Linked DNA regions of Zea mays: all the other regions are linked to region 3. Evidence: chromatin contacts called from public Hi-C data. All regions are on one chromosome and are shown on one strand. Each heading gives the region's core, a stretch centred on a gene start, on an enhancer-like site or on the middle of the called end of the contact. The rest is flanking DNA. Distances are from core to core; before and after follow the strand shown.

Region 1 (4,895 bases), core at 1,976-4,475, 310 kb after region 3:
AACATGGGGTATCCAAAACTTGAGCTTGGTATGTCTGCAATGACGAAGGATCAGCTTGCAGATAGCCTTGCCTACAACAACTTGAAGGTTTGTATACTTTGGCTTCTCATTTTGTAATTTTTGTTATGTTGAACTATTTTTGTGGTAATTCTTATCATTATTATTTGTTCACTCTTTATTTGCCAGGGCTTAATTCTAAGTAAAGCTTTGAAAGCTCAAAAAGATGCAGAAGATGAAAGCAGCCAAATAGCAATTGAAAACCTTTGTTCGGAGGTCATAACATTGAGAAACGAAGCTCTTGGAAAGGATAAGATCCTGCTCTCTTTGGTGGAGAGATTAAAATCTAGTGAAGCCATGCTTTCTAGCCTTTTTGAAGCAGAGCAGAGGATGAAGAAGGCTGAAGAGAGGCAATTGAAAGACGCGAAGAGCATTGCTGACTTGGAGTATGCACTATCCACTTAAGAGGAATTGCACAGAACCGAAGTGCAAGAACTAGAAAAGAAGCTTGACGAAGTAACTAGAAATTTCAATGTGGAACAAACAAAGCGTGAGATATCTGACATGGAACGGTTAAGGGTGCAGAAAAATATTGAGGAGCTTCATCAAGCTAAAGAGGAATGCTACAATGTTGCTAAGGAATGTGCTAATAATTTGAAAAATAGTTTTACTAAGGTGGGGGCGCATTCTCCTCAGAGCAGAACTTTATCCGCGGTGATCCTGACGGGGTTATCCGGTGGATTAACGACAAAGTCGAAGCTTTTAAGGAGATTCTCAGTGATATGGGGGACTTCTGCACTTTTGCCAGCACCCGTGGGGCTGCGTCGGTCCTTGAAAAGGTCAGATGCGAACATGCCAAGGTTGTGGTTCAGCCAGGATTTTCGCTCTCATCCAACGATGTTAGAAACCCTTCGGTCGAAGCCACTGCACTAGGTGGAAAGTTTTATTCTGAAATATGGCTGAAGGGTGGCTGAGAGATAGCTGACGAAGCTATTAAAAAGAAAGAGAAGGAATCTCATGACGCCTTGGAAGAGACCAGAAGAACTGAAGAAGCTGTTGAACGTGCCAGACTTATAGGTATATCTATCATGACTTAGCTTTGTAAATTATTTTTAGCTTCGGTACTAACAGACAGTTGCATTTTTGTGCAGCTGAGCTCTCTCCCCCTCCAGAACCATATGATGCTGAAGCTGATCCATCTCTAAAGGGGCGCTTGACATAATTAGATAGCTAACGAAGCCGTTGACGAAACTATCAACAGACTACTAGACGAAGCTGCTGGCAAAGTTTTAAAAGATGACTAGGGCCTGCATATTGAAAATTTAGAATCTTTACATGTAGTTTTGTTTATCTAAGAAACAATTATCAACTATTTACCTGTGGTTGGGTAGGGCGTGGTTGATAAGACATTTGAGCTCTCTGCTGTCTGTTTTGTCGTGCCACCTGTCCCTTTAGTCTCCAAGTGCTTGGGCTGTCCTAATATTTGGCGCACACCGTGGGGCTTGAACCTATGCTCAGTAGGGGAGTTATGGCTCGACTCATACCTAGGGATGGTAATGGCTCATGATCCAAACATCTCAGTAAGGCATGAAACACCAACCCAACCAATACAACTTAAAGAAGACGTAAGGTATTACGCTCCAGTGGTCTGAAACCTAAATACTCACTTGTTCTCATGTGACACTTCCAATAAAGTTCGATTAGTGATAGCCGATTCTTAGTCCAAAAACAAGGGATTTGAGTGCTATCACACCAAAATCACCTATCGGTGGCACATTGTTGTGCTCCCGGTTGACGAAAACACCACCAGAGGTTTTCTAAACTTTAGTTTTTAGTCATCAAATGGATGACTAAAGGTGACTAAACTTGTATATTGTAGTTTCTGTCCCTCTGTCTCTCGAGTCACGACAGACACTAGAACACATGAATTTATTAGAGGCAATATTTTTCTTTTTACATAAAAATTAATGCCTTTTAATCAGTTTTAGCCCCTAGAATCAAACAAGAAAATTCTAGAGACTAAAATTTAGTCACTAAAGTTTTAAAAAATGAATAAAGTAAGCAAACATGGCGTAAGACTAGAGATGGCAATGGATAAAAATCTATTGGGTATTTACTTCCCCAAACCCATACTCACGAAGAAACGATACGCCCGTTACAAACTCATACCCATAACGGGTATAAAATTTTGCCCAAACCTGTGCCCATGCGGGTTTAGGTACCCATCGAGTTTTCCATACCCACTAACATCAACATAAAAGACTAATTTATCATGTAAATGACAGTCACTATATTAATAAGCTAGGATAAAAGAAACAGAGTGATAACTAATTTTAGCTTAAACTTTGTTACATAGAGTTTATTTCAACTACAACATATTCAATTAATAATATTACGAAACATATTTGTAAGTTATGTTGATTTTAAGGTGGGTTTTAAAATCTATGAGTTTGCGGATATAGATAGTGAAAGAACAAATTCATATCCACATAACCTTTGGATTTCTATTTAAACCTATTAACAAACCCATACATAGAGAAATTAGCCTAAACCTATGTCAATCCAACTATTGCCATCTCGCCGGTAAGACGGCAAGGATGAAAACGGTAAAAAACGATAGAAAAATAGATAAATTGGTTTTGTTTTCATATTTTTCTAACAGGACGAAAACAAAAAACAAAATATCGAAATACGCGATCAAAATTGTCGGTTATTCGAAAATGATAAACTCTAGTCGGAAAGACAAATATTTTATAGTTTTCATAAATACATATTAAATTGACATTTTGCCTAATTTTTAAGATATTAAAATACACTAACAATTCTTCTTAATATTCATATTATTTAGAGTAATTATAACTTTTGTTTTTCTCTTATTCATTCACTTGAACACAACAAAAGTACATAACTTGCATAAATTATACGCTAGATATATCTCATATTATATAAAAACGGTAAAAAACAGTATCATCACGACTTGGAAATGTAAAAGGAAAACTAGCTAAATCGTTTTCGTACCGTTTCTAATCGGTTCCCAAACAATTCGAAAACGAATGGAGAAAAAACGGTATTCGAAACGGGAAGGTACGAAATTTTACTGTCTAGTTTTTATCACTATAAGAACTTGTTCAATTATTTCTATCCTATATTAAATAGAAAAAATATAAAATTTCATTCAATCTGTATAGATTAAGGGTAGATTAAGAGCAAAGGCCTGAAAGGCGGTAAGCAAAGAGAAACGGGGAGGCGGACATCCAACCGGATTGGCGAGACCGCAACGGCGCAACGGGCTTCTCCCGTTCTCCGTCGGTCGCGGTCTTTTCCCGTCCGCCCCGCCTCCAGCTCCCGTCTCCCACCCCAACCCGGATCTCGCGCGCGACGCCGCGCAGGCGAACCCCACCTCCTCTCAGAAGCCTCTAGAAGTTCCTCACCCCGCTCCCGCGCGGATGAGTGGCAGCTCGGGCCCCCTCCCCTACTCGATGCGCGATGTGGGTGCTGGCGGCGCCTACAACAACGCCAAGTTCCGCCACCGGTCTCGCCTCAAGGTGCGGCGCCTCCCCTTCCGACCCAAGCCCCCATTGCTTACCAAAAAGGCTGAGTTTTCCTAATAAGGCTCAAGTTAGCTCTACTTTGGGGTGTAACTTATCCCCGTGGAGAACTGGAGTTTACGGCCGGGACTCGATTCATTGTGGGGAGTGATTTGGTCGATTGATTGGTTAGGCTGTGTCTGGTTTCTGTTGGAATGAGGGATCCCTGGCCTCGGATCTGCGGGTCTAGTCAGTTGAATTTGCTATGGTTAATTGTTCTGTACCGCTGCTACTCTAGGTTGTTTCGACCTGCTTGAGGTCATTCACTAGATCAAATGGTCGCTTTGATCTGGAGTAGTGTATTTCGTCAGGGGCTAGTTTGGTGTCATATGATTGCTGTTGCTCTCGCATTTGTATGAACTTTTGTACCTCATCCATTTCTTGAGAAGCTTGAGTTATATATCCGCAAATATTTGAGCTTATTTGGTGGCTCTATAGAACTTATATTTTCCCAGACCTCATAACGTGCTTCTGGATTTCAGCTATACATAATGAAGCACTAATCACGGGTCATTCTAATTAGTCAAAGGATCATGCTCACACACTCATTAATGAAACTCCCTCCATTCTAAATTATAAAGACATTTTGCTTTTTCTAGATACATTACTTTTACTATGTAGTATATATCTAAGTGCATAGCAATACCAATGTATCTAGAAAAAGGCAAAACGTCTTAATTTAGATTGGAGGGAATACTAATTACAACGACCATGACCCTTTGGACAATACCTCCGAGTGCTGTTTGTCTTAAACTTATCTGTGGTCTGGAATACTATTTTCATGTCTGAGAAAGAACTGTAGTAATTTAACTATCTTTGTGTATTCTGTTTGATGAGGAACGACATCTCTTTGTATCGGTTTTTTTTGTTTCTTAAAGTAGGAAACTTTATTCAGGGCTGTTGTGGTCTCATTAGTTCTTATTCCCTAAGGCCGAAGCCCTTTTTTTCTTTCTTTTTGTAGATGGTTCTACAGTCCTTGGCTACTAACAGAAGCAAATACCATTGTGGAAAGTTCACTGTTGGTAAATTCTTGAGCCTGTTGATGGTTTCTGGCTTATTGTACTTATTTATGCACAAAGGCTCAGAGGGTATTGTATCCAGTGAGCTTCATGGCAAAGAAGTACAGAATAAAAATGTTAGGAGATCTCCCAGTATACGCACATTCTGGAGAAAACCACCAAGGCTGCCCCCACGCCTCCCTCCAAATGAAATCTACAAAAATAATTCTCTGCTTCAGCAGTCTCCATCTGAGTGGACATCGAGGCAGAAGAAAGTTAAAGAAGCATTTGAACATGCATGGTCTGGTTATCA
Region 2 (4,510 bases), core at 1,152-3,651, 370 kb after region 3:
ATGTTTCTATTTGAATCAATTTGAATATGTCATATGTTAACATTTTTCAGTTGATGTTGCTAATAACAGATTATTTCATGATTATTATGTGATTAAGCCATACTACAGTTTGTGTTCCCCATGCTTTACGTGCCCAACAAATTTAGTGAAATAAAAAAATATTATATACAAATATAATACAACTAGTCAGTTGCCCTCCGTTGCCACGATTTCTATATATTGTATAAGTAGACTCTATTTTAATAAAACATAAAAAATGTATAATCTAATGGTTAGGTGGATGTAAATGTGGAGCAAACAACTAAGGTTCAAAGTTCAAACCCTATTTGTGTATAGTTTTACTTTTTTGCATTAAGCGGAAAGGGTGACGTAGGATGACCGTTGAAACTAATGCTTTATATAGTAGAAAAGAGAAAAGAGAAATAATATCATATCAGCAATTCTGAAGGATGAAGTTTGTTTTTTGAGAATTGAGATAAATAAAAAATACAATGCAGAAGTCAAAGTAGCATGAAAAAATAAGTAAGGCATAATTTTGAATGCACATAATGATTCCTAATTTTAGTTGAGAAGATAAAGAGTAAATAAGCTAAAACAACAACTATTCTTAGATCTCACCACCTATTTGAGAGCATAAGCAGTTTTTTTTTCGAAAACGCAGGAGAGCTACATGTGTTTCAATATATAAAAAAAGATAGAAACGATTCAAAATAGACCTAGTTTAAATATAAATTCCTTTCCCTTTATGTCATTATAAAAATTTGCAATTCCTTTTGTGTCATTTAAAAGGTTCAACGGGAATATGTATCGCTGGTCCAAACTTTTTTGCCCTTTGTGCCATTTCGTCCACATTTCCGGCTAACTAGTAAATTGCTCGCACTCCGCGTGAGGCGTTGCTTGATGTGTTTATAAAAGATATAGAATTTTATAGTTTCAGACATGTATATGTACATATATACACATAGAAGCGCTAAAATTTCTAAATATATAATTGTTTATAATATCAGGATAGTTCAGACTGAAAATATATAGAATGAGCAGTCTAAATGTTATATCACATTGATGTGGTATGTAGGGGCTGAGTTGGTGTATACATGCGCAGGATCAATAAAATTCTAGTCTTAGAGAAGACCAAACTTATTTTCAAGGTTAAAGAACGAAGCACCAATAGTACATACTTACACATAGGAGCGATGCTAGAGTAAGTTATCTGATTTCTACAATATAATCATCACGACTCTAATAGTGCCAGCAAGTCTTGTGTCTATGCACTTCCCGTCATCTGGTGCAAGACTGACTAATCTAACATCTGTCACCTTGGCCTTCATGTCAGTATGTTTGATGGCTTCAAATCTATGTGGATAAAGTAGGGATGAAAACGGTCGAAAACGGTATTTATTCGGTAATCAGTTTTTTCTTTTATTGCGAATAAATAGGATATAGAATATAGAATACAAATTTGTATTCTTGTTTTTAACATCCAGTTTGTTAAGATTCATAAAAGGTAAACCTCAAATTCATCCTACATTTTCTCAAATAATAGATATAAACTTCGGTATGGATTCGGAAACAAATTCGGTAATTTTTTCAACTTTTTGTGTTGTAGGGAGAAAATAATACATAAAACAATTTATATAATATTTTATTCATATTTGTACTAATGTGTTTGATAACATAAGAAAAGATCAACATCAAATTTTATACATATCTATTTTAAAATATTAAATTTGTTCTAACAGTTCGGATTACCACTTTCATCCCTAGATAAAGGTTTGCTGGGCAAGGCTGTGAAGTCGGCTAGTGAAAAATCACAGTAAAATTAAATGAAATTACAACAGTCGTTTAATCAAGTTGTCGTTATCTATATCCATAATGTTAAAACATAAGCAATATTTAACATTAAGCATTAAGCTGACAAAAGAATGCATTATCTTTAGCATTAAGATCAACACTTCAACTCTGCAAAACAAAAACAATGAGTTAGCAATCCTAATATTAGTATCAATGATGGATATATAAATGCAATATACAAAAATAGACTTGAAGCAATATGGAAAGTTTTCATTGAATCAATGATGGATTTATAAATGACTTGAAGCAATATGGAAAGTTGCCATTTATGTTCCATATCGTGTTCGAGAGAGCGTTTATATCCAGTTATTTTGGTGGAACGGAAACATTCCAATTATTTATATTAAATTTTTATATGAAAACTCTAAAAACTGCTTCGCTCCTCTTTTATTTGAAACCAAAAATCTAAAAAATAAAAATAGAGCAGCTTCGACTACACTCCTCGATCAAACAAACGCGCCCTCAAGCAGTATGAGTGCTCTGTTTGTTCTATTCATATGAGCATCAGCGTAGTGTTGTGCTGGTCCGGTATCTTCTTATCATTCAGGCAGCTATCGCAGTCGCAGGAGGCTTGCCTGGCTGGTCAACGTATGTACATATGTTACGTACTGCACGCGCGTGCAGTAAACAGCTGCGAGTCAGCCGATCCTGATCCCTAGCCGGAGGTGGGAGGTCACCGTCACCGCGCCTCGCCGCCGGGGCGTCACAATGGCCTACCGCCGGAAGCCTCAGCCCCATCCCCAGCCCCAGCCCACGCCCTCGTTGGAGCACCACTACCCGTCGTCCGTGGGCCCCGCCTCACCCGACTCCCTCGCCGCGCAGGCCATGCGCGCCTCCGCCGCACACCGCGATGCCTCCTCCCTCACCTCCGCCTACTCCGCCTCAGCCTCGCTGGCGGCCTCTCGCCGGAGCCACCACGAGCCCTCCGTGTCCACACCGTCCCTGGTATGCCTCGCCGTGCCTCTCTCTCGCTTCTTCCCTATGCGATTTCGCTTCTAGATGCTTCGGGGTCGGATCTGGCCCGGTCAGCGACCAACGCAACGAAAGGGGATCCTCGTAATTCTTGATTGGTATTTGGGTCAGGCGAGGGATCATTACGTGTATAGGCGCTGTAACCATTACGATTATCAGTTTCTGCTGAACTACTGTTGCTCAATTTCCCCACTTCGTGCTCGCTGTGGGTAAACTTCTTATCTAGTGTTCAAGAAGTAATGATATTTGTCCTGGTATAGGATAGTTCAGGCTATGAATACACGTCCATGAAGAACCTCAACGAGGCCAAGTATGGATTCTGGGGCACACTTGCGCGGAAGGCAAAGTCATTTCTTGACGAGGACTGCTCCCCGGAGCAGTACAAATCGCCAAGAGATGATGTGCATGTTGGTGTCCAGGTGAGATCTGCAATCCTCCTGCCATTATCTTCTTCCTTAATTGAACAATGGGGTGCTAAATTTAAGTTAATTAAACTCCTTATCTGTAATTGAAACCACTTAATATCTGTACTTAGATAGAAACATGCATTCCGAGCTTTCATTTTCTGCTTGAAGCTTGAGACTGGTATCATTCATCATCTTTGTTTTTGTCCTATCACTATGGTGAAGAACTGTTATCTTGTAGATACAATGGTCCACTCTGAAAATCTTTGCCTCTGACTCACTGGAATTGCCATCAATAGTATGCTTAATTCGGTTTCAAATGTTTTCATGTATAACACTGATATTTTTCACGATGCTGCAGCTTCCACATTCAAAACAATTGCCAGGAGAGACGTGGAAACCTGAGACACCTCCATCTCAGAAGAGATCTGAGTCTATAACTTCCTCCCTTACCTATATTGGAGGCACAATAAAAAATGCACTTGAAGTAAGTTGCTGATAAGTTCTTTTTTGTACTTGAATGACTGGATCTTTTAGTTTAAGTCCTATGTTTCACTTTCAATGTTGTTCTGTGTTGAGTATTGGAAAATATTGTGCATCGAGTATAAATATGTGTAAACAGAAATTTCTTTGTTCCTGCATTAAGCTAGAAAAAATCGAAGCATTCACCATGTTGATCTATATTCTACTACAGCAAGTGCCACACATCATTTTCTTTAACGCATGCTATCTTCATTAAGAGTTGGAAAAAAGATATATGTATCTTTGCAATGTTGTGGTATTTATGACTTCTTGATGATATACAATTGATATATCCTTTGGTTATGTCAGATCTCTTTGTTGACACGTCATATATGGTATTTTTGTCAGGAAGGTCGGACCATTGTAGAGAATAAAACGGCTGACATTATTCAGGAGACGCGTAAACTGAACATAAGAAGAAAAGGAGCTGGTCTAAATACACAAGGAGAAGCTGGCCACAAAATTGCTCAAAGACACCTTCCTCAAAATCCACTTGACCATGAAACTCAGTTGAAGGCATCTCGCGACGTAAGGTGGCAAACATGTGTCACTAGATATGTTGCTTCAGTGCTCCATTTTGAATGTTTGAATCCATAGTACGAAACAATGTCAAATTTATTTTGATTGACTGGGATAAGGATCACCTCTATTTCATTTTTTTCTTTCCTCAACAATAGTGATGCTTTGGCTCTCTTTTTACCATCTTCTATGGTATGACTGAACTAATGTCTCCATATATCTCATACAGGTTGCAAATGCCA
Region 3 (4,653 bases), core at 473-2,972:
TATACTGTAGTAGCCTAATTACTGCATCTCTACCAGAGCTCAAATTACTCCAATTATAAGTCATTTCAATTTTAAGTCAAAGCATCTTAAGTTTGATCAAAATTATAAAAAAGTATAAAAAATTATGACATCAAATATCCATATTATAAAAAATATAATTAGTGAATAATCAACCATATTTATTTGTTATCATAAATGTTATTGTTTTATTATATTAATTATGCAAAATCTAAGATATTTTGATTCTAAAAAATTGAAATGGCCAATAATTTTGAAAAAAACACAATATTATTTTTGTGATTATTAAGAAAGTTGCTACAATTGTATGCACTTTATCGTCTATAAGACCGTGTCCAGCAGTTCACCCATATGCTCAATCAAAACACTGTTTTTGCATTGTAGATTGCACTGTTCGTAGAGTGGAGTTTAAATATGGGTATCGGGATGAGTAAGCTGTTGGAGATAGCCTAATACTTACTAGCATATAGCTCGACGATCACGGGGAGAGGAGAGGGGTCGACGGCGGCGACAGTGCGAGTTGAGGGGTGGACAGTGACAGTGACGACACATGTGAGGGTGAGGGGGCGGTGGGGACACGGGGGGAGGGGGGAGGCTGGGGCGGCGGGGTCGTGAAGAGGGATAGTCCAAACAATATTGTATATTGGATTTGATTAAGTAAGGGTGAGGGGGTTATTCAGCAATCTAAATCTTGGTTTTGATGATGTGTTAAGTTTGTGTGAAATTCGTTTGATAAATTTAGTGGAGGTTATGTGTGTGAGTGATTTGATTAATTGGGTAGGTTTTACAACGTTTAAATTGATGGATTGTATAGTGATAATGTGGTATAGATATATATTTGAAAGGTCCTCTAGATGAGTATGGTGAGAAAGATCCCTAAAAAGTGGTAGTTGAGGCCAATAGCATGATGAGTTCCTTTTATTTGATGAGAGATGAATAAAATATCGGTTGCCATTAAAAAAATGAATGCTACTTATTTTCGCAGCACAATGTTAGTCCGAGACATCAGTTTGCGTAATAGTGAGGTTGTACAAATTGCAAGAAGAAAAACTGCAAGTTACACATACAGATTGGTTCAACGTTGCTTTCGATTGAACAGGATTCGTGGAACTGCACTTAAAAACAAATCGGTTTGCAGGTCTAACTTATTTCTTAATAATGGACAACGACTGCTCTGATATTTTGTGCTGGAAACGAAATAAAAAGAAGCACTGATATCCTTTTGGAAGAAAAAAAACACTGGTTCCTACGTTTAGCTAGCATCATATAGTTTGTTGTTACCACTTACCTCCAACCGTCGATAAATCATTACTGCCATAGACATAATTTACTATATGTAAACTTGGATAAATTATTGTTGTCAGAGAAAATGCGAGGAACAAATCCAAGTCGCATATTTATAATAAAGGTCAACTAACATAAAAATAAGTCTATAACGTTTATAATAAAGTGAAACAAAAGTAGAACACGTAACAATTATGACGGTGAACAAAGATTTTCTGTCGAAAAAACTAACACAACTTACCTACAGCATAACAATAAGTTAATGACAAGTCAAGTCTGTCAAACTTAACAAACTAGAGGCCAACCACACACCTGACAGCAATCGTCGGCACGCTTATGAGAAGAACAGGAGAGGTTCCCTACTGGATATTATTATATTATAAATAAATATAAATGTCAGCCACTTGGACCGAGTATTATACAAGCGAAAAGAGTTCAGGAAGGAAGCTAAGCTACTCCTGTCCTGTTTCAGGCACGACCGCGGACCGCTTCTAGTTCTGCATCGGCGGCCTTCGCTTCTCAGCCTTTTCCTCCCCCCATCCCGGAGACTTCTTCCCTGGTTGCTGCACAGCCTTCTTTTTTTGCGAGGTGGAGAGGTTTGGGGAGGAGAACACGAACGCATCCAAAGACCGGAGCGGAGCAGGGTAAGGGCTCTCTCCTGCAGGCTGCAGCCGTGGACCGTGGAGGGAGAAGATGCGCAAGGGGCAGCTCTTGTTGCTGCTGCTTTTGTTCGCTGCCGGATCAACAACCGCCTCCGCCAAGACCGACCCGCAAGATGGTTAGTTCTTTTTTGTTTGTTTGTTTGTTTGTTTGTTTTTAGTTCTTTGAACTATGGATGTGCGAACCAAAGGTTAGAGAGACTTTGATGGGTTCTGCCTGTTCTTTTATGTAATTATACGCTCAATCTGCTGTTTATTGGTAGCAAAAACTTTCTCTACGTAACATTTTTTTGGTCGTCTGCTTCGTACTTAGGCCCTGTTCCAAACTTTAGCAGCTTCTTTTTAGCTACTTTTAGCTATTTGTAATCTAAACAGGAGAGCTAACGGTGGTAATTGAAGCTAAACTTTAGCACTTCAATTCATATAGCTAAAGTGCTAAAGTTTAGCAGGAAGCTAAAGTTTATCCCGTGAGATTGAAACAGGGTCTTAGCTTTAGCTATATGAATTGAAGTGTTAAAGTTTAGCTTCAATTACCACCGTTAACTCTCCTGTTTAGATTACAAATGACTAAAAGTAGCTAAAAAAAGCTGCTAAAGTTTAGGGCTATTTGGCTGTGCGACTTTACTAGTTTCCAGTCCAACTAAATAATGGAAACCATAAATACCTCAGTTTTACTGATTGAACTATTTGGGTGTATTCTGTAATTTTTTTTGGATGAGACGCTTGTGGAAATGGCGACAAACAATCCAAAATTGGTCTCTTTCCTGCTCCTTTTTCTGAAAATGTTCTTGGTGTCATTTATTCAGTCAGTCAATATTTTTTCCTCGTGATTGTTTTGTGTTCATTTGTATTATAAAACTCTGCGTCGGTACATATGCTAAGCCTTGTTTGATGTGATTCTTTCAGTTTCTGGATGATAGAAGATAAAACATTTTGATAGTTCAATCTTTTTTACTTTCTATTATTGAAATATCTATATAATTAGTTGACTCCAATAGAGCTGAGTCCAACTCCATGTCAAAACTACATATGAAGCATCAGATCAACCATGGAGCAACTTCACGGTAGATCTAGGTTCTTACCAAACTACATATGAGCTGAGTCTCTGACATGGATCCACGTGTAATTATAAAAACATAACAAGAAGCCAAAATTAAAAAAAAAAAGTTGCATCTTCGTCCTGTCTGTGTGCGGCGCGACAGGGAGCGGCAGCAGCCAGCAACTGCATGGCGGCACGGCACGGCACGGGACGGGAGGGGCATGAGCCCCTACGGCGGCATGGCACGGGAGGGAGGAGGGTCTCGACGAGGAGTGACAGCGTCCACACGTCAACTCGGCGTCCATTGGAGGGGAGGGCCACGTGTCGCGGCAAGGTCGGGGCAGTACGGCGCAGCTAAGATGGCCTTGCGGCGACGGGAAAGAAGTGAGAAGAAGAAAGAACAAACCATTATTTCTGCATAACCAGTGGCATAGCGGATACATGAATCCATGAGTTTTTAGAGCATTTTTAGAGCACCTCTTGAGGTTTCATGAAATCCATGGGTCTGACCTCCAGATCTGAAATTATTGGGGGGGTCTTAATTCTGTGGTGATGAGGCGTTCGGTTTCACAAAACATATCTGTTCTGGATCTGATGCTGCTATTCCAAACAATCCCTTAATTCATGCCTGTCAAAAAATATCAATGAGATCATTAAATTGAATGTCCAAATGTTCATCGACAACTTATCACCCTTCTCTCTCTCTCTTGCAGAGGCTGCTCTCAGATCCTTGATGAAGAGATGGAAAAATGTGCCTGCTAGCTGGGGAAAGTCCAGTCCTTGCGACATGCCGTGGGATGGTATTTTGTGTGATGAAAATGGAAGGGTCACATCACTGTGAGTACAGCTGATCCCGCCATTGTCAGTGTCTTGCTCAGGATCCTGAAATTTTTTCTTGTTAACACTTGATATCAGGAATCTGTTTGGGATGGGCATGGGAGGCACTCTGAGTGATGATATAGGAAGTCTGACTGAGCTAACGATCTTGTGAGTACCGCCATCATGTATTTTGCCTTCTCAAAGATGCTGAAGATGTTTCACTATTTACGTTAGGACACTGAATCACTCACTTTCTGAGCATTTCTTTGCAGAGATCTGTCCTCAAACAGAGATCTTGGTGGGCCATTGCCAGCTGCCATTGGGAAGTTGTTTAAGCTTGAATCTTTGTAAGTTGCAACAGTTTCTGTTACGAACAGAGGGACCAATGCTTATTCTCTCCTACACATTACTGATTACCATTGATTGATTTTGTAGAGCATTGATTGGTTGCAGTTTCAGTGGTCCTGTTCCGAGCGAACTAGGAAACTTGTCACAACTCACATTCTTGTAAGACTATTGTTCTTCCTATTTAACAGTTGCCAAAATAGTGAAATATATCAATAGGATATTAATTATATACCTATTTTTGTTGCTTCTGCACAGTGCTCTGAACTCAAACAAACTAACGGGTAGCATCCCGCCCTCATTAGGCAAGCTCTCCAATGTCACCTGGCTGGACCTTGCCGATAACCAGCTGACCGGACCTCTCCCAACCTCCAGAGATAATAGAACTGGATTGGACCAGCTTCTTAACGCACAACACTTGTTAGTAGTGTCATAAAATGACATCAGTTTTGTCCCTTATTCTTTGTACGTGTCCATCACTCATAAATC

The links. A called contact is a pair of places that touch in the nucleus more often than the background predicts.
Region 1: a Hi-C map of ear shows a contact between it and region 3, with 1.9 times the contacts expected there. The contact joins the promoter of LOC100282405 here to the promoter of LOC100192366 in region 3. A contact is called at or near these places in 2 of 25 Hi-C or Micro-C datasets (ear and tassel).
Region 2: a contact with region 3 is called in a Hi-C map of leaf, with 4 times the contacts expected there. The contact joins the promoter of LOC100276815 here to the promoter of LOC100192366 in region 3. A contact is called at or near these places in 3 of 25 Hi-C or Micro-C datasets (ear, leaf and tassel).

Annotation. Positions count from the first base shown.
Region 1 is chr8:115,744,978-115,749,872 of Zm-B73-REFERENCE-NAM-5.0, forward strand. It overlaps LOC100282405, which reads left to right and starts at 3,226. Exons shown (of 6, transcript NM_001155316.2): 1 at 3,226-3,542; 2 at 4,546-4,895. The coding sequence starts at 3,444.
Region 2 is chr8:115,803,581-115,808,090 of Zm-B73-REFERENCE-NAM-5.0, forward strand. It overlaps LOC100276815, which reads left to right and starts at 2,402. Exons shown (of 6, transcript NM_001150524.2): 1 at 2,402-2,796; 2 at 3,084-3,242; 3 at 3,589-3,714; 4 at 4,098-4,277; 5 at 4,498-4,510. The coding sequence starts at 2,560. It also overlaps a transcript of LOC100284568 not described here.
Region 3 is chr8:115,435,713-115,440,365 of Zm-B73-REFERENCE-NAM-5.0, forward strand. It overlaps LOC100192366 (putative leucine-rich repeat receptor-like protein kinase family protein), which reads left to right and starts at 1,723. Exons shown (of 19, transcript NM_001137546.2): 1 at 1,723-2,080; 2 at 3,714-3,837; 3 at 3,916-3,987; 4 at 4,092-4,166; 5 at 4,255-4,326; 6 at 4,423-4,584. The coding sequence starts at 1,996.